Linked DNA regions of Mus musculus: region 2 is linked to region 1. The links are chromatin contacts, called in public HiChIP or PLAC-seq maps. All regions are on one chromosome and are shown on one strand. Each heading gives the region's core, a stretch centred on a gene start, on an enhancer-like site or on the middle of the called end of the contact. The rest is flanking DNA. Distances are from core to core; before and after follow the strand shown. Region 1 overlaps Armc8 (armadillo repeat containing 8). Region 2 holds the start of Armc8 (armadillo repeat containing 8).

Region 1 (3,672 bases), core at 648-3,147:
GTGAGCGGCGGAGAAGACACCATAGTTTGCAACCTGATGTGGACTCCAGTTTGTTGTTGTTGTTGTTTTGTTTTTTAATTCTATCTTGTTCTTTCTTTCCCAATCAGCCAATTTTGGAATCAGGAGCTGTCGAGCTGCTCTGTGGGTTGACACAGAGTGAAAACCCTGCTCTACGAGTGAATGGGATTTGGGCTTTAATGGTATGTCTCACTGTTATAATGTCACAACTTACAGGAAACACAGAGGCATTAGCAAAGTTGTAGCTATGGCATACGTTCTGTAATTTTCTTTTTCAAAAATCTAGCTAACCCAGTCCAGTTTTCTCATGACCTATGGCCTGAAAGATTCCATGTTCGTCTTTCCGGTTGAGCTGTAAAGGGGTTGTTTATCCCTATAGCATGCCCTCATCTGGGAACAGAAGTTTGTGTTCTTCCCAATATACTCTGATCATTGGGAGCTGCATATTTCGTGCTTGCTTGTATTGATGTTCTTTTCTTTCTGAACAGATAGTAAACCAAAGCATAGAATAATTGTTGTTCTGACACATAAAATTTTATGTTTATGGTGTACATGGTTTAAAAGATAGCTGTTCTGAAGTAGCTGAATTGAGCTAATGTAAGTGCCACCCATGTAGTTAGCATATTTTGTAGAATAGTTACCTTGCCAAATAGTAATTGAACAGTTTCTAGTAAACTTAATAATAGTTTATTAAGTTAGGAGGCAGAACCATTCTTCTCAAGATTATTAAAGTAAACATCATTGAATTTTTATAAGGAGTAAACCTTCATGGACTTTCAAAAACATACTACTAAGATTATTTACAATTTAGTTGCTGTGTATCAGACCAAATCTAGATACTTTATATTTGTAACTGCTATTTTAAAATCAGTATTTGATTACATTTACTTAGTTGGGGGGTGTGCACACATGCCAGAGGTAACAGGACAACTTTGGGGGAGAGTTGGGTGAGTCCGGCTCAGATCATGTGCTCTGTGTCTTTACCTAACTGAGCCCTGTTGCTGGTCTGTGCTGTCCCTTGTTCATTCAGTTGTATCTACCTTACTGGTGGGAAAGTGGGCCTGGGATGTGTGTCCATGCTGTATCTCCTGAGTTACTGACATGAACTGAGGGACAGAAATAATAATCTCTGATTATTTCTTAGTGGTATTTCTCCTTAGTACAACTTGTAGCTCTTCTCAAAGCACCCCCAGGCCTTTTGAAAGTTTCTACCACCATCAATTTTACCTTAGCTCCTCTTCAGGACTGATCTCCCAGTGTCAGTTTCTTTACCCTTCAACAGGAGAGCTTACTCAGAATCCTGTGTGTGTACACGTGTTCTGCTCCCCAGAACTCTCACTTAAATAGTCTGTGGGACTTGAGTTGAGGGCTCCCTGACTTGCTGGACACCAAATGACTCACCTCATCTTGCAATCTGTCTTATTCTAATCAGTTTCCATATCCAGCTCTATGACCTCTGTTCACAAAACATAAAGCTGTAGGGTTACCTTTGGCCTGGGTCTCCGATGGCCAGCAAGTGTTATTTTGACTGTCATATTGTCCTGTATCATTGATAATCTTGTTCTCCGATAGGTCTCAGTTGCTTAATCAGAATGAATACCTGTCTAGAGGGCAATAGCTAACATATAAGCCACCAACTTATAAGAAAATTTTCTAGCAAATGTTTGCTTATGAAGTGCTGTTTGGCATTTGCTATTTTTTTCTTTCAACATAGAGCTTGAAGTAAACTGAGCTAGTCTAGTATATGAACTAAAAAATAAGTAGAAACAAAGTAGCCACTGGCTGGCTGAGCTGCTAATAGCCAGGGCATACCTCCAACCCATTGAGAGTTTCCTGTGTGACAAGGCGTTCTCAGAGGTAATAAGTGAGTTTGTGTTTGTTCAAATGCCCATGTCAGGAAGTGGTTATATTCCTCGTATGGTATAGCTAAGCATGGTTGTTAGTGCTCTCTATAGATGATGAAAAGGAACGAGAAAAATTGAGTGACCAATCCAACTTCCTTCTGTGCTTTGAGTTTTATTAAAATAAAATTTAATTCAGTGACCATAAACATGATTCTTGTAATTTCTTTAATTATTTCAGAATATGGCATTTCAGGCGGAACAAAAAATAAAAGCAGATATTTTACGAAGTCTGAGTACTGAACAGTTATTCCGGTTATTGTCAGATTCTGATATGAATGTGCTGATGAAGACATTGGGGCTTCTTAGAAATCTCCTCTCCACTCGGCCTGTAAGTAACATATGATTCCATCTGAGCTCAATGCAGTGCTTGGCATCTGTGAGTGTACGCAAAATGCTGACCATTGCAGAGAAGCAAGTTCACATGGGTGGGTGATCGGGGAACCACCACCCTGTATAATCCTCCACCCACCATCGCTGTCTCCTTGTCAGGGCTCCCTCTCTCCATGTTCAGTGTGTACCTGTCTTGACGTATCACTACTGTTGTGTGGTTTGCTGACCAGAGTGCGTCTTCTCTTCAGCCCAGAGCATTGTCTCTGAGGCCTGTTTCTTATTTGAAAATTCCTTTCAATATCATTCCACAGACACATCTATCACTTGCTTACATGTTGATGTCATTGTGGTGAGAAATGGTGCATGAGAGAGTATGAGAGGCTGAGCCTGGCTAGTGGGTCACTGTTGGCATTCTCTGATAGTCCCTGGCTGTCATCATCAGTGACTCAGGTAGAGAGAGAACAGGAGGCCCCTTCTCTGCCTTTCTGTCTTTTCAATCCTTCTGACCACACTTGCACTCTAAGACTATAGTAGTGACCTACGGCATAGTTTCCATGTCTTTTGCTCTTATTCCTCGTTTTGTGCTTCTTGATTCTCATTGCTTTTAGTTCTTTTATAGTACACACACACACACACACACACATATATAAGACATACATACATACATGCACACATAAACACACATGTACATACATACACATAGAGCGGGGGCAGCTTTAGAATAACAATAAACACTTGTCTTTGGAACCTGGCTTTGTATGCTATATTGTTCTGCTTGAAGCAGTTGTGCATCATGTAATGTTGACAAATGTTGTGTAAGTCAGGCGTTGTTTACACGGCCTTCAATCTCAGTGCTAAGACACTGGCAAGAATTCAAGATCTTGATCAGCTGCATGAGACCCTCTCAATAAACTAAACCAAAAGAAAAAAGGCCTCCTGTGGTCTTTTGCTCTGTCTCGCAGATGGTAATTGTGGATTTCCCATTGTTTTGCAGCATATAGATAAAATCATGAGTACTCATGGGAAGCAGATTATGCAAGCTGTCACTCTGATACTGGAAGGGGAGCATAGCATTGAAGTCAAAGAGCAGGTACGTGTGGGGGAGACCCTTCTGCCTCTTAGGTACAAAGTAGATCCTGTGAGTCTTCTTGTCTCGGAAACAAGAGGAACGTTTCTCCTTTCTTGTGTGATTTCCTTCCCTGAAATAGAGGAAAACATGGCCAGAGTCTGTAGATTTCTTGGTTGTGTCACATGCCACATGTACTGACCCATCTCTGCAGGAGCAGCTTCCTTTAGCACACTAGACTTAATGCTTTCTCCAGCACTGACTGTCGTCTTCTCTGTCGCTATGGTCTCAGCTCAAACCCACTACTCCCTGAATGATAATTCCCTGTCCTGAAGACAGTTTTGTTTCTTTACT
Region 2 (3,672 bases), core at 589-3,088, 71 kb before region 1:
AAACTCTTATATAGATTTTGTTCCACCCCCCTCCTTTTAGATTCACCAATTATGTTCCCTGGAAGTACTTCCCAAATAACCTGCCTATACTTCTATCTTGTCCCAGGCTGAAACAAAGCAAAAAGTGGTTATTCAACAAACATTTAATACATGCCTATGGTAGGCATTAAGATAAAAAAAAAACCAAGATGATAAAATTTTTGTAGTCTCCCTGAAATGACTAGTATAAAGTTACTTTTCCCAAACCTCTATAATCAACACACACACATACACAAACACACATATATAAAGCAATATATTGTTAGAGATATTATGTTACAGGAACATACTGATGCCTGAAATTAAGGAATCATGATGCAGGCTGGGGAGATGTTTCAAAATGTAAAACCTCTTGCCACTAAATCTGATGATTTGACTCTGATCCTTGGACCTCTAAGATGAAACGAGAGAACCTGCTTCCTAAGCTGTCCTCTGGCCAGGACATGTGTGAATCCACATACACACACACACACACACACACACACAATAAATAAATAAATGAAAAATCATTTTAAAGAAAATATATGGAGTTGGGAGAGTCACCTAGTTCTTCCTCGAGGGAGGGGTTTCCTAGAAGATGTATTGCCCGAGTTTCTGGGTGAGGTATAGCTCACACATATAGAGACTATTGTACAATTGTCAATGCTTTTGTGTGCTATATACAATTACAATTTGCCTGGTTGTAGCAGGCATACTAGGACGTGATTTTAGGTGTTACATGGGTGGACAGATGAACATTTAAATGTATTTATGAATGGTAATATGTACTAGAATAAAAAAGAATACAACACATTTGATTTCACAGACTTGATTTAGGACAAGGCTAACAATCTTAAATGGGCTCAATCTGGCTTTAAATAAAATTACTGAATGAGTAATAATTCCTGTGTAAAGAGTGGGAAAGACTGTAGTTACAGAGCTTAGGATATACCGCTACAGCACCAGGGTTCTCTTAAACTTCCAGGCTTTCAGAAGTGCAACACTTTGTAAGAGACTTATAAGCAAGGGTGATAAGTGATACAATAAATGTAGACATTAAAGTACAGGAGGAAATGAGAAACAATGGGAGAGATATGCTTTTACTTAAAGAGCACTGGGAGGTGAGTGGAGTTGAGGTAACAACCTGAATTAGGGATGGCTTTACTTTCAGAATATTTTAGTAGGAAACATTCACATAGTTTAATTCTCCATCCCCCATTTGACCTAAAGGCTGGAAATAATTCTAACACACAGACAACGTAAGGCTTTCCACATTCCAGGCATTTTTGTTGTTGTTGTTGTTGTTTATTGGGCCATTTATTCTCATTAGTCCTTATTTTACAGTCGGGAGAAGTGAAATAAATATAAAGAGGCTAAGAACCTTTCCAAAATATTGGCACTAACGAAAAGCAGCTAGGATTAAATCCAGGCGTCCTGGCTGTGGAGAACCCGTTCTTACCAATATACCAGAGTAAGTGGGTCGGGCACGCAACGCTAAATAAAGCAGGTCATAGTTAACTGTTGAAGCGTGAGGCGATTTTCATTGCAGGCAGAAGACCTAGTTTTGAGACCAGTTTCTCCAGCTTTAAGAGGGAGAGAATACTGAAACTAGGGAATGGTGTAGAGTGAGATAATGAATGTGAAAGTGAACTTCAGACTCCGTAGATAGTAACTCCACCTACTAGCGGTTAGGAAAGAAAACCTGTAAACTGAAATTTAAGAGTGCGGACAGCTCGTCGAGCCAGGGTGAGGCTCCGCCCCCCACCCGCGGAAGGTGGGGCAGGCAGGCTTCTGCGCATGCGGAGGCCGCTGCCCGCGCCCACCTCTGACCCCAGCCGAGAGTAGCTGCTGTTTCTGAGAGGACGATTCGTAAGCCGGGGTCCGGCGCGGTTTCCCAATCCCTCGCCCTTCTGCCCAGCCCCTTCGGTGCTCGAGCGACGCCTGGGGCGCGGTCTGTTCTGGGCAGCTTGCCTGGGCTTTCTACAGAGGCTCCGGCTGCAGGTCACATAGGTGGCTGTCGAAAGTGCCGGCCGCGCGCCGGCGCCGGCAGCAGCCGGGTGGGAAGGCTCAAGATGGCGTGCCTGTTGGAGACCCCAATCCGCATGAGCGTCCTCTCGGTGAGTGACCCGCCCGGCGCGGGGCAACCCCGGTCCTGCCCACAGCATTACCCCGGCGCCCTGAGCCTCCCGAGCACCACCCACTGCGGTGGCCTCAGCTGGGATGCACGCGACCCGGGCCGAGTCGGAGGCGTCTCCTACTCGAGAGCTCCCACCGGTGCGGGTTCCCAGGACGGCGGCCGTTCGGCCGGCGGGGAGGTCGGGCTCCAGGCAGCCGGCCCATGGGCGCGGCTTGGGTTTGGCCGAGCCTTCTCCCGTCTTCCTCCCTGCGCTGTTGCTTCTCGGGACGGAGCTCGCTGCCTGCGAGGGTTCAGGACAGGCCTGGAACCTAGAGTCCACTTCGCTCTCCAGGGCTGTGGCTAGAAGAGGTGCGAACTCTTAAGCTGCCACAGCACAGAGCTGCCAGACCAGGGCTGTGCGTCTTCTGTCAAGTCCCTACCACCAGGGCACCTGCCAACACCGCTTGCTTCTTGGCAATGGAGGTTTTCACATCAGCTGCAACTCGCGCTATTGTGTATGGTTATTTAAACCGCTTTGCTGTGCTCTGCTGTTGAGGTCCGGGCTCCGAGACTAGAGAAACTATGTTTCTAATGTCCGGTGTTTGATTTTTCTTTAGGGAGAGCAAAACATTTTAGGAGGGACCAAAAAGTCGGAATGAAAAAGAATAGGTTCCCCCAGTATTTGAAAGAAGGGAACGTATTGATATACCTAGAAGAAATATCAGGGTTTTTTTTTTCTTAAATTAAAAAGAAACAACAAAAAGCAAAGAAGGCGACTTTCGCCTTCCGCTATAATGTCCTTTAAACAAACAAACAAAAACAAAAAACAGGACCAGGAATGAAATGAACAAGAATGAGTGTTGTTGGGAGATAACTCTGGGAGGTTTGACCACAGATTTTAGCAGTTGGACTCCAAATAGAGCCTACCAATGATTCAGTTGTTGTTGGAAGTAAAGAAATAGGCGGGCAAAGAATCATCTTTTAGACCTGTGGAGACTTACCGAGATGGCAGTTGGATTATAGATGGCTTGTCAGATTCCCTATAGTCTTGCAACTCCAACCGGTTTCTTTCCTCTTCCCTGACTCTCACACAAACACACTTTTGTGTTCAAAGGCACTAGGTACATCACTCCAGTCAGGGCTGGTTAGAGCCATGCTGGCTACCCAAAAAGACAGAAGTCACTCTACAGTGCAAAATGCAATTTTGGAAGACGGTCAACAAATCTAGCCCCAGATCCGTCTTACTAAACTGTTTACTTAAACTGCAACTGGAGAAGTACTTTCTGTCCAATTACTGATCACATTAGCTCATTATTTCACTTTATATTGTCCATGAATGTTTAGTGGGAGAATAAACCGATGACTTCTCTCTTTGCATTAAAAGGAGAAAAGAATGTATCGTAACTGCTCAGTTTCTTTCTGATTGTGCCATTTAGGTTGCACTTATCCTATAGTTCACCTGAAAAGACGTGTGCGAGTGCACATACACACACATAGGTGATCAATCCCAGACCTTTGAGCACGCTTGAAAAATGCTG

The links. HiChIP or PLAC-seq counts read pairs in DNA pulled down with a chosen protein or histone mark.
Region 2: an H3K27ac HiChIP or PLAC-seq map of the HPC-7 cell line shows a contact between it and region 1, with 5 times the contacts expected there. The contact joins the promoter of Armc8 here to the enhancer-like site in region 1. A contact is called at or near these places in 5 of 39 promoter capture datasets (the C10 cell line, the HPC-7 cell line, HPC-7-derived erythroid cells and 2 more), 4 of 484 Hi-C or Micro-C datasets (liver, macrophages, nephron progenitors and 1 more), 6 of 115 datasets of contacts at active chromatin or transcription factors (the HPC-7 cell line, the SCID.adh cell line, bone marrow-derived macrophages and 2 more) and 4 of 9 other capture datasets (adipose tissue, embryonic stem cells, liver and 1 more).

The regions. Positions count from the first base shown.
Region 1 is chr9:99,495,821-99,499,492 of GRCm38.p6, reverse strand. It overlaps Armc8 (armadillo repeat containing 8), which reads left to right. Exons shown (of 22, transcript NM_028768.3): 16 at 108-200; 17 at 2,101-2,250; 18 at 3,247-3,342. Among named protein-coding and RNA genes, the nearest start is that of 1600029I14Rik, 27 kb to the right of the region's middle. Within about 2 kb of position 1,897, at least 4 of the 459 cell types and tissues checked have an H3K27ac peak or open chromatin away from gene starts, as enhancers often do. A contact at or near this core is called in the HPC-7 cell line, where this site is marked.
Region 2 is chr9:99,567,065-99,570,736 of GRCm38.p6, reverse strand. It overlaps Armc8 (armadillo repeat containing 8), which reads left to right and starts at 1,838. Exons shown (of 22, transcript NM_028768.3): 1 at 1,838-2,135. The coding sequence starts at 2,091.